2 separate regions of the Mus musculus genome follow, and region 2 is linked to region 1. Evidence: chromatin contacts called from public HiChIP or PLAC-seq data. All regions are on one chromosome and are shown on one strand. The core of a region is the stretch at or near the end of the contact, and the rest is flanking DNA. Distances in the headings are between cores, read along the strand shown.

The links. HiChIP or PLAC-seq counts read pairs in DNA pulled down with a chosen protein or histone mark.
Region 2: a contact with region 1 is called in an H3K4me3 HiChIP or PLAC-seq map of the SCID.adh cell line, with 17 read pairs. The contact joins two enhancer-like sites. A contact is called at or near these places in 3 of 484 Hi-C or Micro-C datasets (Th1 cells, effector CD8 T cells and nephron progenitors), 2 of 115 datasets of contacts at active chromatin or transcription factors (CD8 T cells and the SCID.adh cell line) and 1 of 9 other capture datasets (embryonic stem cells).

The regions. Positions count from the first base shown.
Region 1 is chr7:140,189,235-140,195,644 of GRCm38.p6, reverse strand. No RefSeq gene overlaps it. Among named protein-coding and RNA genes, the nearest start is that of Olfr524, 10 kb to the left of the region's middle. Within about 2 kb of position 2,549, at least 38 of the 459 cell types and tissues checked have an H3K27ac peak or open chromatin away from gene starts, as enhancers often do. A contact at or near this core is called in the SCID.adh cell line and Th1 cells, where this site is marked.
Region 2 is chr7:140,260,798-140,267,207 of GRCm38.p6, reverse strand. 5830411N06Rik (RIKEN cDNA 5830411N06 gene) reads right to left here. Exons shown (of 16, transcript NM_001128146.1): 4 at 5,579-5,723; 5 at 4,381-4,441. Among named protein-coding and RNA genes, the nearest start is that of 5830411N06Rik, 17 kb to the right of the region's middle. Within about 2 kb of position 2,272, at least 5 of the 459 cell types and tissues checked have an H3K27ac peak or open chromatin away from gene starts, as enhancers often do. A contact at or near this core is called in the SCID.adh cell line and Th1 cells, where this site is marked.

The sequences.
Region 1 (6,410 bases), core at 1,300-3,799:
GATTGGGAGCTCAAAGAGTCAGCAGACATTAAAGTCATGACAGCTCATGATGTCTCGTGCCTTTAACTCCAGCACTTTGCAAGGCTGAGGCAGGAGGAATGCTGTTAGTTTAAGACCATCTTGGGCTATATAGTGAATTTCAGGCCAGTCTGGATTACATCATAAGACCTTATCTTCAAGGGGGGGGGGGGCAGAGTAGGAGAAGGAAATTGAAGAAATGGCTCAACAGGACCCAAGTTCTGTTCCCAGCAGCCATGTCAGGTGACTCACAATCACCTTTAACTCTACCTTCTAGCCCCTGTGGACACATATATATGCACACATATTTTTTTAAATCTTTTAAAAATTTTTACAAAAATATAATCATCGACCTAAAGATAAACTGTAAACTTTCAACAGAAAATACCTATGAACAAAGATTTTACCTCCAGTTAAGCAAAGCCCAATAGTAACACAAATAATCCAAGCATTTTTAAATGTACAATTTCAATGAGCATTTTACAAAGAACATAGAGATATGCGCACATGAGATATATGATGAACATCTCTAGTCGTTAAGGAACCACAAGTTAAAACCACAATGAGAAACCACTGCACACCTGGGACAGTGGCTTAGATTACAGCCTGGCCACTCAAGTCTGAGTGAGGACCTGGAAGACCCAGGGTCTCACAGGGTGTCTGGAAGAACACAAACAGAACAACCACGTTGGAAAATGAGTGGGAGTTTTAAAATCTTTAATACACACTTATGATATTATACAGCCATTTTCTCATAAGAAACATGAAAACATATAGGCTTGTAAAGATGTGTGTCTTTCCATAGCAACTTCATATAGAGTAATGAAAGAGTAGGAAAAACTCAGATGTCCACGATAAGGGGGCTGGATAAGCGAAGTATAATGTGTCTGTCTGTACCCTGGGCCACTTGTGGAGCCTTTAAAGAATGGGTGGAGCACTCAGCCATAAAAGAATGGATCTTCAGTTCACACACCAGAGACAAAATCAGGATAACTGTGCTGAAGGAAGATGGGATTGAATAGAACACATAGTGTGTGGTACCATTGATATAAAACTTAGGAGATACAAGCCGGTCAGCAGAGATGGAGACAGATCGGTAGCTGCCTGTGGTGGTTTGAGGAAGGTGACAGGAAGGCTGAGGACCCGTCTTTCCAGCCAAGGCACACACTTATCATCTTAATTTTAATGATGGTGTCACTGATGAGACATATTATATGCAGTTTGCACTGTCATTTACACTTCCTTTTTTAATTTAAAAGCTCAAATAATCACAGAGAAGCAGCCAGATGAAAAAGTAGAAGACGAAAACATTTTAGTGTCCATCTTGTGGTAGAAAGGAACGCCTTGGAGAGACGCCCAAAGTTGAAAATAGATACTGACAGACCTTCGCCAGGAAAGTTTTGTCCTGAAATGTAAAAATGTTTCACAGTGAATGAAAATATTCCAAAGTGGATACAAAACAAGTTCACAGACTCCTAGAGGCATTTGGTCCTCAGCAGAAAAAAACAGAATCTCATCTGGAATGTAGAGCTGCAGGGATGCAGAAACCTGATGTAAGCCTCTTGTTTGGAGGAGATTGCATTTGAGAGCACAGGGAAAATTTCAGCTTTTTCCAACACCAGTGCACTGGCTGAACCATGGACACAGTGAGCCTTGTTTCATAAGCAAGACATGAAAAGATCTTGCGGGGGGGGGGGGGGGGGGGGAACTGCACTCGGGGCCGGAGAGATGCCTCAGGAGTTAAGAGCACTGACTGCTCATCCAGAGACTGCTGCTCAGTTCCCAGCAAGCACATGGTAGCTCACAACCATCTGTAACGGGACCCTATGTCCTCTTCTGATGTGTCTGAACACAGCAACAGTATACTCATATAGATAAAGTAAACAAATAAATCTTTTTTTTTTAAAGTTGGTATTGGAATTTAAAAAAAAAAACTGCACTCACCTTAAAGGAAATTAGATTATTGAAAATAGAATCACAAACATCTCTATTTCCACAAACACCATAAAAGAGGTATAAAGCGGAACACAACGTGTAACTGACAAAAATCTAGTGTTTAGGAAGATACAATTACCTCCGCAGATCAGCAGAGGCAATCAGTTAGAAAAGAGCGATTCACAGAAGATGATGGCCAAAGGCCACTAACTCACAAGGTCCTCGGAGTCATTGACAGTCAAGGAGTTAGGAATGAAACTGTGAAAAAGATACTGTACCCAACAAAGGTTAAAAGACCAGAAATGCAGAGCGGGGGCAAATCTAGAGTGACAAGGGCATTCCCTCCCAGACACAGGGGTGTAGCCAGTGATCTTCCGGAAGTGGTTGGATTCTGTAAACATGGACAGGTGTAGCCCTTGCCCTGAAGGGCTCCCAAGCAGGAGGCCATCTATCCTAAGCAGCCTCAGGCACCAAACACAAGAGCACTGGTCACAGCACCTGAGCAGCCAAACCCAAGTGTCAGTAAGTACACACATTGTATCAATGAGGAGCTCCCAGGAAGTCAAGCTCAACCTCACAGACCTAGCACGGAGAGAAAGAAGTTACACAGCACAGATGTGCTTTCACTCACAAGAACCTGGGAGCAAGCAGCTCTGACCACAGAGGCTACAGCTGCCTAGACAGAAGTGCTGTGCAGTTCCAGATATGATGCCCTCACACATAACTCCTCTGTGGGGGAACACACTCATACACCCGGAGCTGAAATCTGGCTCTTCACACTGGGTTCTGGGCTGGGTTTGGATGTGCTATGATAGGCCACTGGGTAGCTCCTGTTAGGAGCTGTGGCTCCAGGCCAGGGAGACCTTGAGGACAAAAAGGTGTCCAGGTGAAAGAGCCTGGGAGCAGCTCAGCTGCCTTCACCCCACCTGTGCCCGGAGGCCATGTTACAGAGGAAGCCAGGAGCAGGTAACCTAGGAAACACTGCCACAGAATCCAGAGAAATAAACACATGCTCTTGCTGTGAGTCTATACACTTGGAGGGCGAGTTGCCACACAGCAGGAGAGAATACAGAGGTGTGAAGCATAAAACCAGGCAGAGCTTGCTGTAGAAACCAGATGGATGGTAAATATGAAAGAGGAAAAGAATGTGTTTTGGAGCTGGCCTGTGATGGCTGCACTGTTCCTTTCCATTTACTATTCTGTTTATTACATTTATTTATTTGGAGGCCTGAGCTTGCCTTTGGCTACTCTATAGGTTCTTTTTTCCTCCACCCTTTTAACCCCCTAACACTAGATCGGAGAGAGAAAAGGCTAGAGGGGAAAGGGGCGTCATTATCATTAAACTACTTCCTGTTGGTTAGAGTTCAGTTTGATCTTTGCCATCAGTATACATAATTTCTTCTTCTTGTTTCTTCTTTGTGCATGACTACCAAACCAACCACGACCATCAATTAACAACCCACTCACCTCTCCGGGCCCTAGCATTTATATACCCTTGGAAAAGTCCCCAGAATTCCAAATGTCACACAATCACGGAAACTATCTGCAGCTGGCAAAATCACACCCCTGCTAGAGCACGAGGCAAATCATAGTCAGCTGCTGTGGACAAGCTGAAGCAGCCCCATATTCCCACACCTGGGATTAATATTCCCATAATATTTTTCAGCCCTCCACATGAGTTCTACACATACGTATCAAATTCCCTCTGGTGGGAGCCTGGTCCTGCCCCTGTTTTCTTAGTTTTAGATGTGTCTTCTTTCTCATCACTTTGGCTATTTTAATGGTGTTAGGCATGACTTATGTACTTTTAATAGACCACATAGCAAAACAAATATTATTTGATAAATGTATGGGAAATTTCCACTTGAAAATTGAAAATACAGTATACATACACATATATATGCACATACAGATATACATAAATATACAAATACATTCACAAAGAAATACACATATACATATTTTGTTCTTAATAACATAGACAAGCCCCAGCTTAAATATCTTCTAAAAATTAATCATAATCAAAATGCTTAATTTCTGAGAAGGGCATACAGAAAATTATATGCAATTTTTAAATCATGGTACTGTTCATCTTATAACATTCTTATTTAAGGAGGCAGAAGTCTTCCAAATACGAGGGATCACATTTCAATTGTGTGATGCATTCACTTCAGAATAGTCTTGATTAAATTAACACATCGTGGATTTAGCTAGCAATATCTCCATAAAAGCTTGTGAATCTTAACAAAAATCTGAAACTGTTTCTTGGTCTCCAACAAACCCTTTGTGATCAACACCTCAATGGCCGGCTTGCTTAAAAGTAGACATATAATTTAATACTGAGGGAGTCCCACAGTTTACTCTCTCCAGTTGGCGTGTTCCCACTAATATCACAGACAATATGCATTTTTAATTATAGAGATTATTTGAGGCTCTGAATGGATTGTCATCTTCTAGAGAAGGCTCCTCCTGGTTCCTGGACAGTGACTATGATGGATCACTGACAGGACCAAATCCCCAAGGACCTTCAGCAGCTGAGGTGACCCAGTGCTGGCCCTCTGGAAATGCTGATCTAATTCCAGTTTACCCTGTCTATAGATGCATATCCCTCATTGTCGAGACCAACTCCTGGGTAATCCCAGGCTCTAGAGCCAAGTTTCCCCTTCCCACTTGTCTCTGGCGGTCAGCAGTCACCTCCAGGGGGAAAGTGGCCCCAGGTTTTAGGCTTCCCTGTTAAGGCTTCTCTCTCTCTTGTACTCTTGTTCCTTAGGATGCACTAAGTTCCCAGACTTACAAGAATATTAATTTTTGTGGCTGCCATCAGGTCTTCCAGATTTCTCCACATGGGAGAATCAATCATGATTATGAAAGAAGGATCCTAACATGTCTACTGATGAACTCACAATGCTTTGATTGCAAGTCCACTTTCAACCTGAGGAGACACCCTGAGGTGTAGCACCATGCTCAGCTGTACAGAGAGAGAACAGAGACAGCATGAGCACCAAACCATCCCCACCCTCAGAACAGCAATACTGACTATCCATGCTGGGCCTCACATGGGAGAAGCCTCTGCTGTCTTGGCAACAGCAGGGACTCCTGCCCGCTGTGTCAATGCCAGGGCTGAGGGCAGGTGTGGGCACTGTGAGGATTAAATACTATGCCTTGGGGTAACTAGTGTGTGAGAGACACTTGGCAAAGGCCATTAGCACTTCACATTGCTATATTACCATTCCCTCCATAGCTGCATGGAGCCTCTTCTTCCTGATCCACAGAATAACAGTGACTCCTGTGACCTTAAGGTGAATGCCATGTACATGAAAGTTACTATGGGGTGGCGAGCAGTCATGTAAGCATCAGGTAGGAGCCGTGTGACAGACAGCCTGCCTGGGCTGTTGTCATTCAGCTCTGACAACTTAATCTTGGTTGCACATTGCTCAGATAACGCTCACTATGGTCTGGCTTCCACTCTCCACGTGTAAAGCAAGGATGATACTAGCATCAATTCAGAGGATGCATGGGGATACAATAGGCAAATGCCACAGATCAAGCCGCCAAGTATGTTCTGTGTGAAAGCAGTCTGCAGAAGCGTCGAGATGCTGACGTGCAACTTGTCTTTTTCTGATATTTGAAGGCATGCTAGGTTTGGAGAGAACATGTATGTATTACAAGAAAATGAGTGATCGAGGAGTGAGCTGGCCAACACAGGGTGTTTGGATCCGCTGGTCTACAACGGGGCTCATATCCTGCCACCTAAGGGGCCTTTTAGCTATGAGGCTGACACCACTCAAAATGCATAGCTGAAGACTGGGCATTGCTGAGAGGCCAGAGCACTTATGGGCAATTGGTTCCAGCTCTTCAGTCCTTGAAGTGGCACTGGGGGTGTCACAGTTCACCCTCCTCTCCCAGTGTTCTTTTCAGCCTCCAGCTATGATCCATCACATGACCCAAGACCAGCTTTCTTCAGTCTCTAAATTTTGAGTCCTCTTCCACCAGATTCTGTCCCTAAAGCATGTTCCTGGCCAACAGGAAGTCCACAGATGTGCCTCAAGGAGAGATTCAGAGCATCAAGTGTTTCCATTTGCCATTTGCAAAGTTCTTCCCTTGCCATTCATATAGACCCCAACCTCTCCATGAGAAGAGGCAGGTAGGCTGGCTAGATCCAGGGGCCCAAATAACCTGAAAAGCAGGAAGGAGAAAGACTCCAGTGGATAGCAGCCAACTCTGCCCTCTAGGCGCCCAGTGAGACCAGAGCTATCAGGATGTGGCCAAGCGGCCCTGTGGTGGCCTATGGCCTGTGAGGGGAAACAGGAGGATTTTATCTTACATGATTGCAATGCCGTCTTTACACCATCCTAGTTCTTATTGATATATTATTACATGTGATAAGACTTACTCCATGGGGTGTATGGTGTGTTGAACTCTAACCACTGTGTAAAATAGTGTTAGCACTGTAGTCA
Region 2 (6,410 bases), core at 1,023-3,522, 72 kb before region 1:
TCCTATAGAGGCTTGATGCCCCAGGGAAGGGAGATACTAAGGGGTGAAGTGGAGGTGTGTGAGGGGTTGGGGGAGCACCCTCTCAGAGGCAAAGGGGAGGGGTGTTGGGGTGAAGAAGGACTCTGGGAGAGGGGACCAGGAAGGGAAGCAACATTTGGAATATAAATAAGTAAAAGCATTTAATAAATGGCAATAAATAAATAAATAAATACCATTACTAAATGCAAAAAAAACAACCTTAGAATAAAGAAAAGTGCATGAGAAATAGCTCTCTAGTTCTGTGTATGCATCATCCTGCTAGAAAAGCCAGACAATGGCATTACAATAATAAAACATTACAGACTAACATCCTAAAGATTCTGAAGCAAAAGTCTCAACAACATTGAAGAATACAGAAATTAACTGCAAATGGAATGATATACCAGAACCAATTATTATTTATCTCAAATGAATGGAAATCTACAACCAATGGAGGTAGAGAGGTAGGGGGATGAGACAGACCTGTGATAAGGAAGTTGTCCAAGAATCAGTGAGAGTGACCTTAGCTGTGACTCACAGCACTGGGGATGTGGAACCAGAAGAAGCCACCTCCTATAGCCAGGCAGGAACCCCAGTGGAGTGATAGGAACACCAACCCACCCACAAAGCTTTCAACCCAAAATTTATCCTGTCTACCAGAAATGCAGGGACAGTGAATGGAGCAGAAACTGAGGAAATGACCAGCCAATAACCAGCCCAACTTGAGACCCCTCCCATAAGCAAGCACCAATCACCGACACTATTAATGATATTCTGTTATGCTTGCCGAAAGTAGTCTAGTATGGCTTTCCTCTGAGAAGCTCCCAGCAGGTGACTCAGTCAGATGCAGATGTTCACAGTCAAACAGTGGGTGGAGCTTGAAGACTCTTATGGAAGAATACAGGGAAGGATTGTGGATCCTGAACAGGATAGAAACTCCACAGGAATACCAACAGAGTCAACTAACCTGGACTCTTGGGGCTCTTAGAGACTGAACCACCAACCAAAGAGTATGCATAGGTTGGACCTAGGCCTCCTGCACATATACAGCTTGGTCTTCATGTGGGTCCCAAATAAATGGAGTGGGGGCTATTCCAAAAGCTATGAACTGTCCATAGGATATGTTCTTCTAGCTGGACAGCCTTGTCTGACCTTAGTAGAAGAGGATGTACCTAGCCCCACAGAGTACCAGGGTGAGGGAATCCCCAGGGGGCCCCCATCTTATCTGAGAAGAATGGGAGGGGTTTGACCTGGAGGGGGCAATAAGTGGGATGTAAAGTGAAACAATTGATTAATTAATTAATAATAAAGATTTATCTCAGAAAGGCAAAGTTGATTCAATACATAAAAAACAGCCACCATAATAGAAAGTACTAATACATCAAAGGGAAGGACAATGATGATCTCAAATTGTGATTTTAATATAGTTGATATCTTTAAATTATTCAAAAGAATTGGAAAAAAACAGAAATTTGTAACATATCACCAAAGAGTGTTTAGAAAGCCCTGCAATTAGCAATGTACTCAAGCATACAAGACTAAGACTGAAAGTCTTGGTCCTAAGATCAGGGACATGAGAAGCATGCCCATGTTCATAGCACCCACTGAACACTGGGAGCAATACAAAAGAAACCAAAAGAGGAAAACCAGAAGAAAAGAAGACGGGCTGCCAGGCTAGACAGAGCAAAGATCTATTCAGAGATGAGTAGAACTCATATGTAGAAAATCCAGAGGCCTTCACTAAGAAAGTAACAGAGGTAACACACTACCTTATAAAGTTGCAGGATATGTATAAGCACAGACATGTAAATTATTTAGTTAACCATTATCTTGACTGAACAATCAAAAATGAGATAAAAACTCCATTACATATTAAAAATCTAGCAATACATTTCCCCCAAATATGGAGAAGCTGTAAAAGAAATCAAACTTTGCTTTACATAATTAAGTAAATCTAGAGCCCAGTCAGGAAATTTAGCTTAAGAAGTCCTGCCCAAGAGACTAACTCAAGGGCGAGAGAGAAAGGAGCAAACCACGGAACACCTGTGACACCGTGAGACACAACAGACTTTCTAGGTGTCCTGGCCCACAGGTTCCTGGGAAGGAAACATACGATAAGAAGCACTTGAGGTCCCATTTTCAGAATCCTTCCTCACAGAGCCTGAGAATCAAACATTTGTGTACACTCACCCAGCCTCACCCCACCCCCCCCCCCCCCGTGCTGAAGGCTTGCCGAATCTCATTGCATCCTAATGTAGAAGGAAGCAGAGAGAAGACAGGATGTGGGTCTGGGCTCTAAAATCTCAAGACCCACCTTCCCCTAGTAATCAATCCATCTTATCCAACCAGGCTCCATTTTCTGGATAATCTACAGCAGTGTTGTTAGTTGAGTACTAAGTATTCAAGTACCTGGGCTTCTGGGGGCTTCACACTCAGACTGCAGCAATGAGCAGGCACTGTCCTCACAACCTTCTTTTTTTCATTTTAGAGTTTTTATAGATATTTTCTTTATTTACATTTCAAATGTTATCTCCTTTCCTGGTTTCCCCTTCAAAACCCCCCTATGTCCTCCCCTGCTCCTCCTGCTCACCAACCCACCCATTCCTGCTTCCTGGCCCTGGCATTCCCCTACACTGGGGCATAGAGCCTTCACAGGACCAAGGGTGTCTCCTCCCATTGATGACCAACTAGGCCATCCACTGCTACATATGCAGCTGGAGCCATGAGTCCCACCATATGTTTTCTTTGGTTGGTGGTTTAGTCCCTGGGAGCTCTGAGGGTACTAGTTAGTTTGTATTGTTGTTCCTCCTATGGGGCTGCAAATTCCTTCAGCTCATTAGGTCCTTTCTCTAGCTCCTTCATTGGGAACCCTGTGCTCAGTCCAATGGTAGCTTCCAGGTCAATATCAGCCTGACTTTTCCGTGTTCTATGACTCATATGTGGTACCTTCAGAAATAGTGTCTTATCCTCAAGTTCTGAAGAGTAACCAAGAACAATAGCAATAGACTATAATGTTTTGATTGGCCTATGGGACCCCAAGGATCAATAACTAGAAAGGGGGTATACTATATCTGGGACAAAGCTTTTTCTTTTATAGGCAATGATCTCTGAATGAGGCATTATATCCCTGTAGTAGGTTAACTCCATTATAACCAGATAGATAGATAGAGATATGTATATATAATATGTATAAATATTTTATGTAGGGTTATATATTAAAAAGATATATATAAGATATATAACATAATATATACATATATGGTCATATATACATATATGATCACATATACATATATGGTCATATATGATATGACCATATGATATATATAATATATCCTTCTTCTACCATGTCCTCCCGTCCATTACTTCCTCTTCCATTATTCCCCTTTCCCCTTATTACCATCCACATTCTATATCTTAGAAACCTCACTCCTTGGTCTCTTACTAGTGTCCTGTTTTCTATGAGTATTCCCATTTAAACATCTCTATAGACTCAATGCCCATGTTCAGCTTGAAGAAGTTGTGAAAAGCCATTACCACAGTTCTCTGGATGTGGGGGTCTAGAGGTGGTTATTCTAGTTGTCTTTTTAGGGAATGTTGAAATGGTCATAATTGGAACAGGGAGGAAAAAGCTAGAATTGATTGTGTAACCATAATCGCATTTGGTAGAAATCTTTACAATAGTTACTAAGTTGAAGTCATAGTTTCTTATTTTGGTACAGAATTTATTTTGATACAGAATCAAGGTTATCATTGGTATAAATTTCTTCTAATGATACAAAATTTTAAAAGTACAAGGCTTGGACCCAGTCCTTCTATAAATGCCATTACAAACTGATCTGAGATGTTTAACCCTGTGAGTTAAGGGCTAGTTAGAAAATTCATGGTTCTGAGTTTATTGTTAGGGTGTTTTCAAATAATTTAATTAGAAATAGCTGAGAGTAGTTAACAGACAACAGTCCAGATTATTTTACATAGATAGTTGTTTTCAAGAATGTCAGAAATACACAGAATGACATTTAATATTATTTATTCTTTTGTTGTTGAGACATATCGGCTCCTAGCAGCTCCCCTTTTGTGGATTTAAAGAAGAAACTGAGTGTCTCTACCTCCAGGTGAGGTGGTACATTGTGGCTAGGAGGCCACTGGGCAGAAACAGCCTCTCTCTCCTGCAGACCTGTGCCATTCTTGAGAGGACACAAGTTACAGGTTAGGACAGCTTAGTTCTGCCGAGACAGAATAATCTAGTCCATAATAAATCCTGCTTTTCAAAGGTCTGTCATCAAGTTTCTGAAAAGGAAACTGGTCCTGGAAGCCTATTCACATGGTGAGTGACCAAGACAGACAGACTTACTGACTTACTTCCTCATCTTGAAGTAGCATGCAAAGGACTCCTGGTGCTGACACCACCCTTTGCTGTTCCCTGGCATGACAGAGGCAACACTATCATCCTCCTAGGATTACAGTGCCATGATTTGAGTATACCCACTAGATAGAGTGGATGCCAAGGGAGCCTGGTCAGGATACCTGTCTCAAGCATCAAGTAATTCCCCCTAGTTAGAGTTGTAACCTGAATACCAAGAGTATGTGTGCAAGCCCCCAACGTGTTCCCTGAAGTGCTCCAAGGCAGACAGAAAAAAAAAACAAAAAAAACAAAAAATAGAGCTTCATTGATGACTTTGGATAGCAGTAGACTTCAGAAAAAAGTTACTGAGAGGGGGTCCAGAGAGAATGAGAGCTGAACACCCTTAGGACATGGAATGAAAGCTCTCAGCTAGTTTCTCACCCAGGGCATCTGTAGGGAAAGGGACTCACACCCAGCCATACCTCCCCTCTTCCCTTGGATATTTGTCTCAATTCCTTTAGTTCCAAAGCACAAAAGGAGATTCTTGGGACCAAGATCTTACCATCCCCTAGCTGACTCACCTGAACAAGAAATTGACACTATACACTGGCATTCACAACCGTCAGAGGGTCCCCAGGACCCTGGGGAACAGTCCCAAATTGTGGCTTCCTCACCATGGCACTGAACACCATAAAGCCAAGGTGGCTCTGTCTCTTCAGGTCTCAAAATATGCTGGTAGGTATACTGCACACGACCACAGCCAAGCTGTTTGCAGACCACTAAAGCTTCCTTCAGACCCCAACTTGGGTTCCCACACACCAGGCCTTGGTGTCCACCATACTGCACATGCAAGTTACCACTACAGGCATTTAAATTCCCAATGAGACTCACGGAGTCCTCTGCTGATATACCTTCAGGAGCAAGAAGACAACACAGGAAGAAAAGTCTTAGGTCTTCATTGAGAGCCCTCCATATTTGGAAAGCCCATCTTCACCATTCTTCAAAATTCTTCCTTTTCTTCAAATTTCCCTACCATGAACATTGCATTGTGCTAGCATTAAGACAGTCACTTTGATTAAATGAAAGTTAGCAGAAATGAGCACACACATACACACACATGAACCTTAGGCATCACCAGCCTGTGCCATTCCTGAATACAGTCACCTATATTTCACATTCCTGTATCCCTGACACTCAAAGCCAGCACACACTCACCAGGAAGAAGGCTCCAACAGGGTAGCATCAAAGGCCACAGCCCAAGAGAGAACAGTCCCATGCCAGATCTCCTTGGGGGTGCAGTTCCCCAGGCTGACACGATCAGAGCAGGTACCTGTCTCTGTCTCCAGGCTTCTTGTGGATTCTAAATCAGGGTGGCACTGTTATGAGGCCAGAGCCCTTAAGCAACCTGAGATCCTCCCCCCACATCAGAGCTGTCATCTGTCACCCAGAGCAAGCACTTACCTACTGGCCAAAGCCCAGGGAGCACCAGTACTGTGGGACTTCCTGTAGCTAGTATCCGAAGCAGTCCAAGGTATGAGGAGAACAAGGAGTCTCCTCCCAGCAAGGTCTGAATGGCTATAGCTGCCAAGGCCAGCAGCAAAAAGGACATCAAGGGCCTTTCTATGCCTCAAACAGATCTGGATGAAGAACTGAGTCCTTCCTAGATCAGTTTATTGTCAGTAGACAGGCTTGGCAATTTGATCATAGTACTGAAAAACATGTTTTCCCTGATCCCAGATGCCAGAGGGGTATGTCTCCCTGTGGTAAAATGCCTACCTAAGAAATGACCACGCAAGCAAGTTCACATCATGAGATTGGAAGATACACTAACAAATGTGTAGACAAGAGGATACATCGCCATTAAGATCACGGTTCATCTGTCTAGTTGCTGATGAGCCACTACCAGCTATTGTTTGTCAAGGTGGACATATGGAATTTATACTGAAATGCATTTTTCCCATTGGTCTGGTATCTTTAGGTTTGTAAAAATGAAATGAAGGAAGAAAGGAAGTGAAAGAAAAAATAAGAAAGAAAGAAAAAGAAAGAA